3 separate regions of the Sus scrofa genome follow, and regions 2 and 3 are each linked to region 1. The links are chromatin contacts, called in public HiChIP or PLAC-seq maps. All regions are on one chromosome and are shown on one strand. The core of a region is the stretch at or near the end of the contact, and the rest is flanking DNA. Distances in the headings are between cores, read along the strand shown. Region 1 holds the start of CTSW (cathepsin W). Region 2 holds the start of SF3B2 (splicing factor 3B subunit 2). Region 3 holds the start of MAP3K11 (mitogen-activated protein kinase kinase kinase 11).

Region 1 (4,438 bases), core at 1,799-4,298:
TGTGACACAACCCAAATAAGTCAGTCTGAGAGACAAACTAGATTAGTGTTTGCCAGGGGAAGGGGAACTGGGAGAATGACTTCCAATCCATATAGAGTTTCCTTTGGGGTGATGACAATGCTCTCAAATTAAATAGTGGTGATGGCTGCACACTTACGCAAATGCATGAAAAACCACTGAACTGTACACTTTGAAATAGTGAATTTTGGAGCTCCTGTTGTGGGTCAGCGGTGACGAACCTGACTAGGATCCATGAGGACGTGGGTTCGATCCCTGGCCTCATTAGTGGTTTAAGGATCCTGCGTTGCCATGAGCTGTGGTGTAGGTTGCAGATGCGGCTCAGATCTGGCGTGGCTGTGGCTGTGGCACAGCTGTAGCCTAGCCTGAGAACTTCCGTGTGCCGTGAATGCAGCCCTTAAAAGAAAAAGTGAATTGTAGGGTATATGAATTATACCTCGGAGTTCTCCTGTGGTGCAGCGGGTTAAGGATCTGGCATTGTCACAGCAGTAGCTTGGGTCACTACTATAGAACAGGTTAAATTCCTGGCGCTGAAACTTCCATGTACCTCAGGCAGACCCCCCAAAATGATAGCTCAATAAAGTTGTTATTTTATTTTTTATTTTTTGCTTTTAAGGGCCGTACCCGCGGCATAAGGAAGTTCCCAGGCTAGGGGTTGGATTGGAGCTGCAGCTGCTGGCCCTGAGTGTCCACGCAGCAGTAGCCCTCGTGGAAGTTGACGTGCAGACCCGGTCTACACCACAGCCACATAACATGGGATCCAAGCTGCATCTGTGACCCACACCACAGCTCACGGCAACCCCGGATCCTAACCCTCTGATCAAGGCCAGGAATCGAACCCACGAGGGAAACGCTTAAAGTTGTTATTTAAAAAAAAATACTCAGGAGTTCCCTGGTGGCTTAGTGGGTTAAGGATCCAGCATCGTCACTACCTTCATGCAAGTTTGATCCCTGGTCTGGGAAATGATGCATGCCGCAGGTATAGCCAAAAAAAAAAAAAACAAAAAACAAAAAACAAAAAAAAAAACCAAAACAAAACAATGATTGTTGATTATCAAGATCTAACCATTCCAGGAACTCATGCAATTCTCCTGCCAAGCCAGGGAAGGGGTGCCATTACCATCCCATTTCACAGATGAGAGGGGCTGGGGTGTGTCCAGGCACAGCCAAGAGGTAAGGACAGGATTTGAACTCAAATCCAAGACTCTCTGGGCTCTTTGCCCTGCAGTAGAGCACAAAGGACCCACCCTTTGAACAGCGACTTTGTGCCAGCCTAGGCGGTTGGTGCTCCACTGATGTTGTCTACTCGAAGGTGTCTTCCGTGCCCCTTAGGGTGAGGAGCTGAAGCTCAGGGGGGAATGTCCGGGTGCACAGTTCCGTGACTCAGACAGCCCAGCTTTGCACTTACGCCTGGGTGTGCCTCCCACTCGGAGTTGCCGCCTCAGAACGCCTCTCCTGTCCCCTCGGGCCCGAATGACTTTCCCTGCCCTCTTCTCTTCTGCTCCAAGTCACCTTGCAAGGCTTTATCTTTGTTTTGTTTTCGTCTTTTTAGGGCTGCACCTGTGGCATATGGAGGTTCCCAGGCTAGGGGTCGAATTGGAGCTATAGATGCGGGCCTGTGCCACAGCCACAGCCACAGCCACGCCAGATCCGAGCCACCATCCGGGATTTACACCACAGCTCACGGCAATGCCGGATCCCCAATCCACTGAACGAGGCCAGGGAGTGAACCCGCAACCTCATGGTTCCTAGTCAGATGCCATGACTGCGCCATGACAGGAACTCCTCAAGGCCTTATCTTGTTGGTATCTCCCTCCTCCTGTGTCCTGAGGTTCTCAAAGGCAGTGAGCCCCCTGAGGCCCTGGCCCAGCCCCCTCTGGGTGCCAGCCTGCAGCTGCAGGTTGAGCAGGTGAATGAATAAATGAGTGATTGGGTGGGGAAGTTCATTCATTCCTTTGTTCAACCAATGAGCAGAGTGGCCACCCCTGACCAGGCTCCGTGCTACACACCAGGACCCAGCCCCGATTGAAAAAGAGGCGAATCTCCTGGCCTCGTGGAGCTCACATTCGCGGCACGGAAGGAGAGGATCAAAGAGGAAGGCCACTCAGCTCAACTCCCCCCGTCCCTCCTCCTCCCGCTCTCCCAAATTTCCACAATCCCGCCACCAGAAACTGGTTTTATGACACACCCTCTGGCGCCTACCCTGGGACCTCCAGCGCTGAGGGCTGACATTGGCCTTAGTCATAGGTCACGCACAGCCAAAACTAGCTTGGGACACATAACTGGTTCTAAAACCACGGAGCCAGGTACCCTTCTGTGCATGGTCGGGGCTACTGCCTTTTTTTTTTTTTTTTTTTTTGGCCGCACCCAAGGCATGTGGAAGTTCCCGGGTCAGGGACTGAACCTGTGCCACAGCTGCAGCAATGCCGGATCCTTAACCCGCTGCACCACAAGGGAGCTTCCTGCATTCTAATAAAGGTAGTATCCCTCGTTTGTTTTTCAAATCGAGAAGTCCCTTGGCTTACTATCTGCTGGGGGCAGTGGACCTAAACGGGACCTTACAGCTTTGGGAAGACTCCTAGTGAGTGAGGAAATGAGGCAGTGAGCACACGAATGAATGAATCCCAGATCTGCGCTCTCCCCCTCCTCTCGCTCCCATTCCCAAGGAACCCCTGGAAAGCCAGGGGTTTTGTTTTCTTTTTCCATTTCTGCTCTCGGGTGCTGGTTCCCAGCCTGAAGGACCACATGGGAGCTCCCCAGCCCAAGGACCCTCTTAAAACCAAGGCAGAAGCGTCAGGTGTTAACACCCTTGCCCAGTTCTTAGGCACCAGCCTGGCTCTGAGATGCTAAGTCGGCTACCTTCCCGCCCTCATGCCTAACCCTGGACTGTGATGGGAAGGGGATGGAGAACAAGAAGTAGATGCTGCAACTTGCTGTTTCCTGGAGCCTGCGCTCCCCTGTTCAAAACTTCTGTCTACCTCAAGTGCGGTCAGCAAACCCCCGATGAGCCCGCTCTGTGTCCGGCCACTTTCCCTGTTGAACAAAGAGGTAGCGTGGGTAACAGGCAGCGGCCCCGAAGGAACAAAAGCCTGGGGCCCCTCGTCTTCCTTGCCTTGGGGGGTCCTCCTCCCCCTCCCAGCCTGGTTTCCCTTTGAGGTTTCTCTCGCTCCACCCCCACAGCCCCTCCACCTTGTTCTGCACAGCTTCCTGTCCCCGACACTCTGGTTGGCGGCATCATGGCACTAACTGCCCACCTCTCCTGTCTCCTGGTCCTGGTGGTGGCAGGCCCGGCCCAAGGCCTCAAGGACGCCCTCAGAAGCCAGGTAAGTGCCCCCCAGGCCTGAGGCTCGGCCCGCTGGAAACAGCACCTTGTTCCCATTTCTCAGAGGGAGCAGGTGAGGCTACAGAGGTGATAGATGGGCCCAGGCTCCCCCAGGGAGAAGAGCAGGCTGGCGGCTGCTGCCCCCACCCAGTCCTTGCTGGGAGCTGAGGTGGGGGTCCCATTGACGACGCCTCGTCTCCCCCTCCCCTCCTGCCCTTGGTGTTTTCCAGGACCCAGGTCCTCAGCCAATGGGGCTGAAAGAGGTCTTCACCTTGTTCCAGATCCAATACAACCGGAGTTACTCGAACCCAGCAGGTATCATGGGGCACCTGTCTCCGGCCCAACTCTTCTCTCATTTGAGAGAGGAGGAAATCGAAGCTCAGGGTCCTCACTGAGCCAAAGCCAGCAGGACAGTGACAGAGCTGCGGAATTCTCCTTGGTTACATGCACAGGTGGGGACAGGCTCATCCTTGGCTGTGAACCTGGAGGCAGGTGGCAGCTGTTGGGGGTCTGACTGGTCCATAGCCACTTTCCTGGGACTCCAGGCAGCAGACCACCATCTAGCCACAAGGACTTCTTTCATTTTTTTTTTTTTTGGTCTTTTGTTGTTGTTGTTGCTATTTCTTGGGCTGCTCCCGCGGCATATGGAGGTTCCCAGGCTAGGGGTTGAATCGGAGCTGTAGCCACCGGCCTACGCCAGAGCCACAGCAACGCAGGATCCGAGCTGCGTCTGCAACCTACACCACAGCTCACGGCAACGCCGGATCGCCAACCCACTGAGCAAGGGCAGGGACCGAACCCGCAACCTCATGGTTCCTAGTCGGATTCGTTAACCACTGCGCCACGATGGGAACTCCTCATTTTATTTTTTTATTGACTTTTTTTTTCTGTCTTTTAGGGCTGCACCCATGGCATATGGAGGTTCCCAGGCTAGGGGTCGAATCACAGCTACAGCTGCCAGCCTACAGCACAGCCACAGCAATGCCAGATCCCCAACCCTCTGAGCGAGGCCAGGGCTCAAACCCGCAACCTCATGGTTCCTAGTCAGATTCACCTCCACTGCACCATGATGGGAACTCCCACGAGGAGTTCTTTCAG
Region 2 (4,547 bases), core at 170-2,669, 150 kb after region 1:
TCCTCATGGATACTAGTTGGGTTTGTTAACCACTGAGCCATGACGGGATGCATTCAGTCTTTTTTTTTTTTTTTTTTGTCTTTTTGCCATTTCTTGGGCTGATCCCACGGCATATGGAGGTTCCCAGGCTTGGGGTCAAATTGGAGCTGTAGCCACTGGCCTACGCCAGAGCTACAGCAGTGTGAGATCCGAGCCGCGTCTTCGACTTACACCACAGCTCACGGCAATGCCGAATCCTTAACGCACTGAGCGAGGCCAGGGATCAAACCCATAATCTCATGGTTCCTAGTCGGATTCGTCGACCACTGAGCCACGACGGGAACTCCAAGAATGTATTCACTCTTGACCAGAGCTTTAGTGGGCCTGGGACCCTTGCCTGGGCATTTGTGCTAGGAGTCAGAGAACTCAGGTTCTACCCTGGTTGAACTTAAGTTCCAGAGTCAAGAAGCAACTCCGTGGGCCTGGTTGCTTCCAGCTCTACAGTGGGGAGCTGTTCTTGGAGCTGTTCAGAGACTGCAGAGGTGATAAATGTGAAGGCGCTGCTTGAACCTTGTGTGAGAGGGGTCTTGAATGTTCTACTGCCTTCTTTTTTTTTCTTCTTTCTTTTTGCTATTTCTTGGGCCGCTCCCGCGGCATATGGAGGTTCCCAGGCTAGGGGTCCAATCGGAGCTGTAGCTGCCATCCTACGCCAGAGCCACAGCAACGCAGGATCCGAGCCGCGTCTGCAGCCTACACCACAGCTCACGGCAACGCAGGATCGTTAACCCACTGAGCAAGGGCAGGGACCGAACCCGCAACCTTATGGTTCCTAGTCGGATTCGTTAACCACTGTGCCACGACGGGAACTCCTCTATTGCCTTCTTAGCACTTAGCTCCAACCACCTGGAAGCCAAGCAGCCGCACCTCCCAAAGTCATACCAGGCCCCGAGAGCTGCACATTTACTTATGTGGTTCTCATGAACCCCTGCTTTATCCCGCCTTCTTGGCCTGGTATGGCAAGCATCCTGGAGCTTGCCAGCTTTGGGTGGATTCCATTCCAGACCCACACAGGTGGGTATCATGAGAGTGTTTTTGTTAAGGCAGAGAAGGGTTGGGGACCCTCAGAGTCCAGAGAACTGCTCGTGGTCCCAGTCTAGCCCCTCGGGCATGTCAGTTTCTCTCTGTCCCTCAGTCTTCCCTTCTGCACAACTGGGGGTGTGGGGGGGTCCTATCCTGTCTGGGTCCTAGGGCTCTTATGGTAAAATGAGGCCCCACTTGGCCTGTCCCTTTCTGGCCCTGGTTACTTTGCATCCTCAGCCATTAGCCCTTAGTTCATCCTGCCTCTGAGACCCCCAGCCTCTTCCTTAGCACATAACCTGTGCCGTGGAGGCCCCTGGCTTCAGATGACCTGCCGTGGCTTTCCAGTAAAAGGGACCAGGAGGACACTTCCTTTGGGTCAGGAATGGTTCTGTCTGGGCAGACAGGCTGGAGAGGAAGGCACTACTGTTCTTTCCTTTTTGGGTTTGTCTTTTCTGGGAGTGTCAGGAGACTGGGGTGGTGGTAGTGATGAAAAAGGGAAGAGTCCAGGTTCGGGCAGGAGCAAAGAGAATTTCCTAGCCAGGGTTAGGATGTAAGCAAGCTTCGTGGCCCAGTCCTTTACTTTGTCTCTCCTAAATCTCACCTTCCCTGGACCTGACGTCTCATTCTTTTTTCCCTGCTCCCAGGTATTCCTCTTGGGGATGGTTGGTGAAATAGGGCATGGTAGAGAGATCTGAGGAGTGTAGGGGTATGGGGATAATGAGACCTACACACACGCGCGTGCGCGCGCGCGAGGTAAGCCTGGCTGTCAGAGAGCAGAGCTAGAATGGGAGAGGGACCTCACTGCTAGTGGCAAAGGCAGGAAGTAGTTAGGACAGGGAGACGTGAAGGCGGACACATAAGGGGCACAGGCCACTGGTGGGGCAGGGGAGCACCAGGCAGGGTCAGCTGCGCCAGTAGGCTGCTAGGGATGAGGAAAGAAAAGGGCCTGAGTTTATCCTGTCGCCATAAAGACGATTCTTTTTTTTTTTTTTTTCCGGTCTTTTCTAGGGCCACACCCGCAGCATATGGAAGTTCCCAGTCTAATTGGAGCTGTAGCCACTGGCCTACGCCAGAGCCACAGCAACATAGGATCTGAGCCACGTCTGCGACCTATGCCACAGCTCCTTAACCCACTGAGCAAGGCCAGGGATCAAACCCGCAACCTCATGGTTCCTGGTTGGATTCGTCAACCACTGTGCCATGAAGGGAACTCCAATTAAGCGCCTCTTTAACGCCAGGTACTGTGAGACAGTAAAAAGGATTCATGCCTTTTTTTTTTTTTTTTTTTTTTTTTTACTTTTTAGGGCTGAACCTGCAGCATATGAAAATTCCCATGCTAGGGGTCAGATCGAAGCTGCAGCTGCTGGCCTGTGCCACAGCCACACCAGATCTGAGCTGCCACAGCTCATGGCAACGCTGGATCCTTAACCCACTGAGCGAGGCCTGGATCGAACCCGCATCCTCAGGGATCCTAGTCAGGTTCGTAACCTGCTGAGGCGTAATGGGAACTCCAAGACTCATTTCTTTGGGGTTGGAAGTGTGGATAAGGGGCAAGAAAGACTTTAAAACAAATGACGGAGGTTTGGACGTGTTATGGAAGCTCCAGAGCAGGAAAGGAAGGCGGCAGGAGATGGCTCAGCGGAGATGACATTTGAGCTAGGAGATGACATTTGAGCTAGCCGGGAAGGTGGAAAAAGGGTCTTTAGTGTGGCCCTTCCCCCAGGTCGGCAGTTGGAGCTCAGCCCGGAGGGCCCGCTCCATTCCGGCTCCGATTCCCTTTCAGGCCATTCATCCAAGCCTGGGCCGGGAGTGGGCGGGCAGACAATCAGACACTGTTTTATCCCAGGCATCGGCTGCAACCTCCCGCCCGGCGCCCACAGCGCGCGGCCGCCCGGGGAATGAGTCCTCGGGAACGTCTGCGCCTGGGCCTCTCCCGCCTGAGCTGGAGTCGGGCCGGAGGCGGGGAGGTCTGCGCAGCGGTCAGCGAGACGCAGAAAGCACATCCTCCGCTCCGGACCAGCGGTCCCCACAGTCCCACCCCGGCTCCGGCCCCCAGCGTTCCCGGTACTGCGACGGACCACCCTCCTCCCAGAGGCCCTATCCTGTTGAGCCCGCAAAGACCGTGATCTGCGCACTACAACTCCCAGAAGGCTTCGCGGCCAGGCCGCCTAGGGACCATTGACGAATCGCAGAGGGTGGTCCGCCTAACCAGCCTCGAGCGGACGTGGCGTATGGCGCTGCCGGAAGTTCCGGGAAGCGGGCCGGGAGGCCGGCCCGAGCTTCCGGGTGGGTCGCGCGCCTTCCTGCGGCTAAGATGGCGGCCGAGCATCCCGAGCCTCCGAAAGGAGAGTTGCAGCTGCCGCCGCCGCCGCCTCCTGGGCATTATGGTGCCTGGGCTGCTCAGGAGCTTCAGGCCAAATTAGCGGAGATCGGCGCTCCAATCCAGGGTGAGGAGCACGGGTGGTCAAGGGCCGGAAAGTGTAGGCCCGCGGGGAAGCGGAGCTGGTTACCCCGGAGACCCGGGGGCGGAAGAGTTGGGGGGGGCGGGGGCTTGACTTGGGCCTGCTCCGCCTGCCTTACCCCGTTGATCCTGTGCTTTGCCCAGCAGGGAGTCGCGAGGAGCTGGTGGAAAGGCTGCAGACCTACACCCGCCAGGTAAGTGTTGGTGGGATGTCAGGATAGGCCGAGCTTTTGGAGGAGGCGGTTCGTGATCCCTCACGCTTCGTTCTTCGTTCTTGATGTATCTCGGTACAGCGAGTGAGGTCTTGCTCTTTTTGTCTCTTCTTGTCTTCTTTGTTGTAATCGTTTCTGTACATGCTGGTCCCCCCCCAGAACCCCGTCTGAGCTCTGGCAGACAGACCCTGGGTAAATTTTGTCGAACGGACACGAGCGAACATTGTTTAGCGGAACAGCTAGCTCCTTTTGGACTGACCTGGAGCCCTTTCTCTTTCGCAGACTGGCATCGTCCTGAGTCGGCCTGTTCTGAGAGGTGAAGATGGGGACAAAGCTGCTCCCCCTCCTATGTCAGCCCAGGTAGGGCGGTCTTCCCACTTGTTAGGATCCCTTTTTGCCCAGAGTAGCCCCTCCTCTCATATGGAGTGTGTGTTTGGAGGTTGCAACCAGCAGTTTGGGTGGTACTGTGATGACAGAATTGGGAACTCTTCAGTTCTCCCTTGGTCCTCATCTTTGCTTCCTTTGCTGTGACAGCTCCTCCAAATCCTACAGGTCCTTCAAAGTTCAACTTAAATATCTGTAAGCCTAATTTGATCGTCCCATCCTCCTCCAGGTAGAAGTAATTAACCTCTTTTTTTGCTGTCCCAGCACACTGTTCCCATGTTATTCAGTGACAAATTAGGGCTTCCTCCCTGATTTGATTCCTTTCTTTCTTTTCTTTTCTTGTCTTTTCTTTCTTTATTTCCTTCCTTCCTTTTTTTTTTTAGGGCCACACCCGTGGCATATGGAAGGTCCCAGGCTAGGGGTGGAATTGG
Region 3 (4,299 bases), core at 699-3,198, 190 kb before region 1:
AGCTGTCACGCTGATGTCCTCATCGGGGTCCTGGCGAGCTGCCTTCACGGCCACAAGCTCACCCCGCCAGCTGCCACGGTAGACCTTGCCGAAGCCACCGATGCCAATCACCTCCTCCAGCCGCAGCTCCTGGAAGCTGGCCATCTCGCAGGGGGGGGGACCACCGCCCCGAGACACATAGTTGGACGGAAAGATGCCCACCTGGCCACCTACCTGGCCCGCCCACCAGCCCTCGTCACCCGAGATAGCTGCATCCCGGGACAGCACCTCCACTCGGTCGCCCTTCCGCAGGGCCAACTCGTCCTGCCCATTGGGCTCGTAGTCAAACAGGGCTGTCCACACAGGGTTGGCATAAGCTGCAGCCTTCGGGGACCCCTCTGGCCAACCTCCGCTGCCACTGCCCCCGCTGCCCCCATTGCCACTGCTGTTCCATGACCCCAGGGGGCTCTTGAGGAAGAGGTTCTTCAAGGGCTCCATAGCTGGGAGCTGGCACTGGCGGGTGTGGGGGACCTTCCCTGGGTGCCCCGGTCCCCACCCTTGCTGACGGCCGAGGCCCTAGTCCCGGAACCTGGGCATCCGAGCCCTGGCCCTCAGCCCCAGACCCACGCCTCTCTGGGGAGCCAGGAGTGTCGCCTCCCGGCCCACCGCATCTCGGGCTTCCGGAGGAGGGCGACCTAGGGAAGCAGTGTGGTCAGGCTGGGGGGGTGGACCCCCAGGGCCTCCGATGTCTCACCATGGCCGGCACAGAGGGGCCCGGGCGTCCCTCAGTCCAGAGCAGTCCTGGGAGCCGAGCTCCAGCACCCGCCAAGTGAAAGGTGGGGCCAGCGAGGGGCAGTGCCTGGACTCCCGTTGGGTCTCTGCGCAGGGGGGTGGCTGGAGTGTCTCTAGGTTGAGCTGCCTCTTCCTGGCTCAGCTCTCGCGACCCGATGGCTCCAACCCCGTTCCCTTCTTCCTCCTCCCTTTGTACTTTGGCCCCGGGGGCGGGAGGCAGAGGTGGAGGGTGGAGTTTCACTTTTTTCCGCTGTTCTCTCTCCTGCAGGAAACAGCATCAGATGACGCGGGCGGGTAGCACCGCTCCCCTCCCAGAGGCTGCAGGGCGATTTGGTCTGGGAGTTACCGGGTAGGCGGGCAATGAGAGGCAGAAGGAGAGGAAGTGTAGCCCGTAGCCCCCACCTCCCGTGACAACAGGTTTAAGGTCGAGGTTGGTTTCTGCTAAGGAGGGACCGTCCCCGCCCTCTACGTCTGCATCTGTAAAACTGGGGGAAAGATCCTGGCTTGGAAGAGGGGCAAACCCGAGTGTGGTCTTGGCTCCGAAGTTGCAGGGCCGTGTGACCCTTTCTCTGCGCTTCATTCTCTTCATGTCTGAAACTGGGGCCAGGAGCTCCGCTTTGCAGAGCTGGCAGTGGGGGTAGGCAAGAATGGAGGACGAAACTGGCTGCACTTGGAGCTCTTGGAACGCGTTGTCTAAGATTTACTGCTTCCCTTCACCTGGGAAACAATTCATGCCTCTTTCCCAAGAAGGGATGGAAACCTGAGACTGTGCTCCTGAAATTTGTCCAGTGATGGCACTTGGAATAGCTAAATCGCTCTCGCAACCGCGCGACGGACCCCCTTGCCTTGAGCCTGTCACTTTAAGAAAAACGACACTATCCTATTTCGACTAGTCCTGCCTGTTCTCTCTACACTCTGAGTTTGAGCTCTGACCCGGAAGTAGAGGCCGCTCGTGACGTTTGACGTCCAGCGCTAAAAAGGGCGCACCTAGAGGGGCTTGCTCCAGTAGCGCACAACTGTGGCTTTAGCCCCCAGGGGTGTCCACGCCTCCATCCTTTTCCTCGCCTCTAGTAACTCTTCCCTCGCGTTCCGCCCAGTGATCGCGGCTAGGTTGGCATCGCTTAGGTGTGCGCATGCGCTCAAGGACTTGTGCCTTTTGGATCGTCCCTTCCTCAGCTGCGCAAGCCCAGCGGGCTCTCCCGCTTCTTATCGGTCCACCACCTCCCTGCGCTTGCGCATTCGAGCCGAAAGGTTTTCCTTTTCCGGGTCCCAACTGGTCTCGTCGGGCGCATGCGCCACTGCAGGTTGGCGGCTCGCGGCTCCTTCTTCCGGCCTCCCCCTTGGGTCGGCTCCCGCAGAAGCGGGGCGACCGCGGAGCCCAAAGCGAGTGACCTGTGACCCCGGAAGTGGACCTCAGGGTCCCGGGGCTCTCCCCGGGCCGGAACCGTGGGAGCCGTCGTCTGCACCCCCGGAGCACCCACCCCACGCCCACCTCTGGATGCCGCCGACCGGTGCCCGGCCCGTGCCCTGCGCCTGCCCGCCGGTCCGGCCCTTAGGAGCAGTTCTGGGCCGGGGGTGGGGGCCTGGACCCCACCCCTGATGCGGCTCCACCCCGGCTCTTGGGTCTCGCACCACTGACTGCCCTGGCCGGCCCCGCCCCCTGCCCGCACCCTCGCCCCACCGACCCCTCTCCCCCGCTGGGGGAGGCCATGGCGTGAGCGCGAGGTTGGGCCCCGGGGCCCTCGGGCGCCAGGCGGGGCATGGGCCGGGGGCCGCCCCCATGAGGGTCCCGGGAGGGGGGCGCGCGCAGCAGCGGCGGGGCCATGGGGTCGCAGGTGTTGCAGATCCTGCGCCAGGGGGTGTGGGCCTCGCTCACCGGCGGTTGGTTCTTCGACCCACACCAGAGCACCTTCTCCAACTGCTTCCATCTCTATGTCTGGATCTTCCTGCTCACCTTTCCTTTCTTGCTGTATATGGTGAGATGCTGCGGCCACCTGTAACTCGTGCCGGGGAAAGGGAGGGCAGATGTCACGAAGGGGTGCAACCTGGCAGGGATTCTGGGCTGTGGCTGGGGCGCTGGGGTGTGGGAAGAGGATTCACTGCGGAGTCTGGAGTGTGTGGAAGAGAGGCCAGAATTTCCCTGGCCTGGGTGACCTTGAATCTCACTTAATCTCATTCCAGTTATGCTGGAGATAGGGCTGCCTCGCAGGGTCTTTGTATTAGCAGCCGGCAGGCGTGATGGAGTTTAATGAATTTGTGTGTCCTAGTCCTGACTGTGGTGGTAGGTGGTAGGGACAGGGCTGTGTGAAGAGGGACCTGACTTGCTGCCGCCCCCAGGTCCTGCCCCCCAGCTTGATGGTGGCTGGTGTGTACTGCCTTGTGGTGGCTGTCATCTTCGCTACCATCAAGACTGTGAACTATCGGCTGCATGCTATGTTCGACCAGGGCGAGATTGTGGAGAAGCGCAACTCTACCATGGGGGACCCAGAGGAAGAGCCTGCCCAGGGGGACAGCAGTCTGCCCAGGTAGGCGGGGGCAGGGCCTATGCTGGGAATGGCGGAGTCTTGGTGCCTGGGCCTGAGCATTGGAGAATGAAGGGGCTTAGGGAACCTTGGCTTCATGAGCGAGCGGCCAGTTGTTCTTTGTGTTGGCCCTGGATTTGTAAGGGGGATCCCTGTGGAGGGAGAAGCAGTGGGGATGGCGGAGGACGAACTGTATGAAGAGAAAAGGGCAGCTCAAAGCTGATGTTCCTTTTCCACTGCTAGGGACCCCGGAGTGGAGATGACAGTATTTCGGAAAGTGAGTTCCACACCCCCTGTACGCTGTAGCTCTCAGCATTCCGTGTTTGGCTTCAACCAGGTCTCGGTGAGTGGCTCTGGCCCTCGGCCTCCCCCTCTCTTCTCCTGGGAGCCCGTCCTGAGCCCACTTTTTGCCTTGTTTGCTCCCTCATCCTTTTCTCTCTGCTCAGGAGCTGCTTCCCCGGATGGAGGACTCTGGGCCCCTCCGAGGTAGGTGGCTTCCCTTCAGGACTGAAGGTGGCGGTGCAGAACAGGGAGTGGCGCGTAGATGCCTCGAGGTCCTGCTGACGCCTCCGGGGCTGTGGTTGCAGACATCAAGGAGCTGGTGCGGGAGCAGGGCAGCAACAACGTGATTGTGACCTCAGCCGACCGAGAGATGCTGAAGCTGAGCTCCCAGGAGAAACTAAGTGAGTGGGCACGATGGGCAGGGGCGCAGGGAAAGACTGGGGTCTTGTCTTTGCGTCACCCCAGCTTTTGCTCCCTCGGCGCTCTCTCTGTCCTCTTAGACGGGGCTTTCTCGGGGTCCTGCTCCAGCTGGGCTCTCAAACTAGGGACCGCAAGACCCCCTTCGCCACCAGTTCCTTTTATGGAATTCCACTCTCTTCTCTTATGTCTCCTTTTGTCCTGACAGTTGGAGACCTTCCCCAGACGCCCCCAGGGGCTGCCCCCGACCCATCTCTCCCCAGCACGGACTCTTCAGAACGGTCTCCCCTGGCTGGAGAGGGAGCCC

What was found. HiChIP or PLAC-seq counts read pairs in DNA pulled down with a chosen protein or histone mark.
Region 2: an H3K27ac HiChIP or PLAC-seq map of alveolar macrophages shows a contact between it and region 1. The contact joins the promoter of SF3B2 here to the promoter of CTSW in region 1. A contact is called at or near these places in 1 of 5 promoter capture datasets (liver), 2 of 47 Hi-C or Micro-C datasets (epiblast stem cells and liver) and 1 of 2 datasets of contacts at active chromatin or transcription factors (alveolar macrophages).
Region 3: an H3K27ac HiChIP or PLAC-seq map of alveolar macrophages shows a contact between it and region 1. The contact joins the promoter of MAP3K11 here to the promoter of CTSW in region 1. A contact is called at or near these places in 2 of 5 promoter capture datasets (fetal skeletal muscle and liver), 4 of 47 Hi-C or Micro-C datasets (brain, heart right ventricle, mesenteric adipose tissue and 1 more) and 1 of 2 datasets of contacts at active chromatin or transcription factors (alveolar macrophages).

Annotation. Positions count from the first base shown.
Region 1 is chr2:6,448,967-6,453,404 of Sscrofa11.1, reverse strand. It overlaps CTSW (cathepsin W), which reads left to right and starts at 3,048. Exons shown (of 11, transcript XM_003122523.4): 1 at 3,048-3,066; 2 at 3,222-3,341; 3 at 3,571-3,655. The coding sequence starts at 3,255.
Region 2 is chr2:6,292,422-6,296,968 of Sscrofa11.1, reverse strand. It overlaps SF3B2 (splicing factor 3B subunit 2), which reads left to right and starts at 1,419. Exons shown (of 22, transcript XM_003122505.4): 1 at 1,419-3,506; 2 at 3,668-3,714; 3 at 4,015-4,092. The coding sequence starts at 3,374.
Region 3 is chr2:6,637,710-6,642,008 of Sscrofa11.1, reverse strand. MAP3K11 (mitogen-activated protein kinase kinase kinase 11) reads right to left here and starts at 1,948. Exons shown (of 11, transcript XM_021082851.1): 1 at 1,759-1,948; 2 at 1-1,033. The coding sequence starts at 477. It overlaps PCNX3 (pecanex-like protein 3), which reads left to right and starts at 2,076. Exons shown (of 34, transcript XM_021082830.1): 1 at 2,076-2,747; 2 at 3,109-3,296; 3 at 3,537-3,636; 4 at 3,740-3,779; 5 at 3,881-3,976; 6 at 4,201-4,299. The coding sequence starts at 2,595.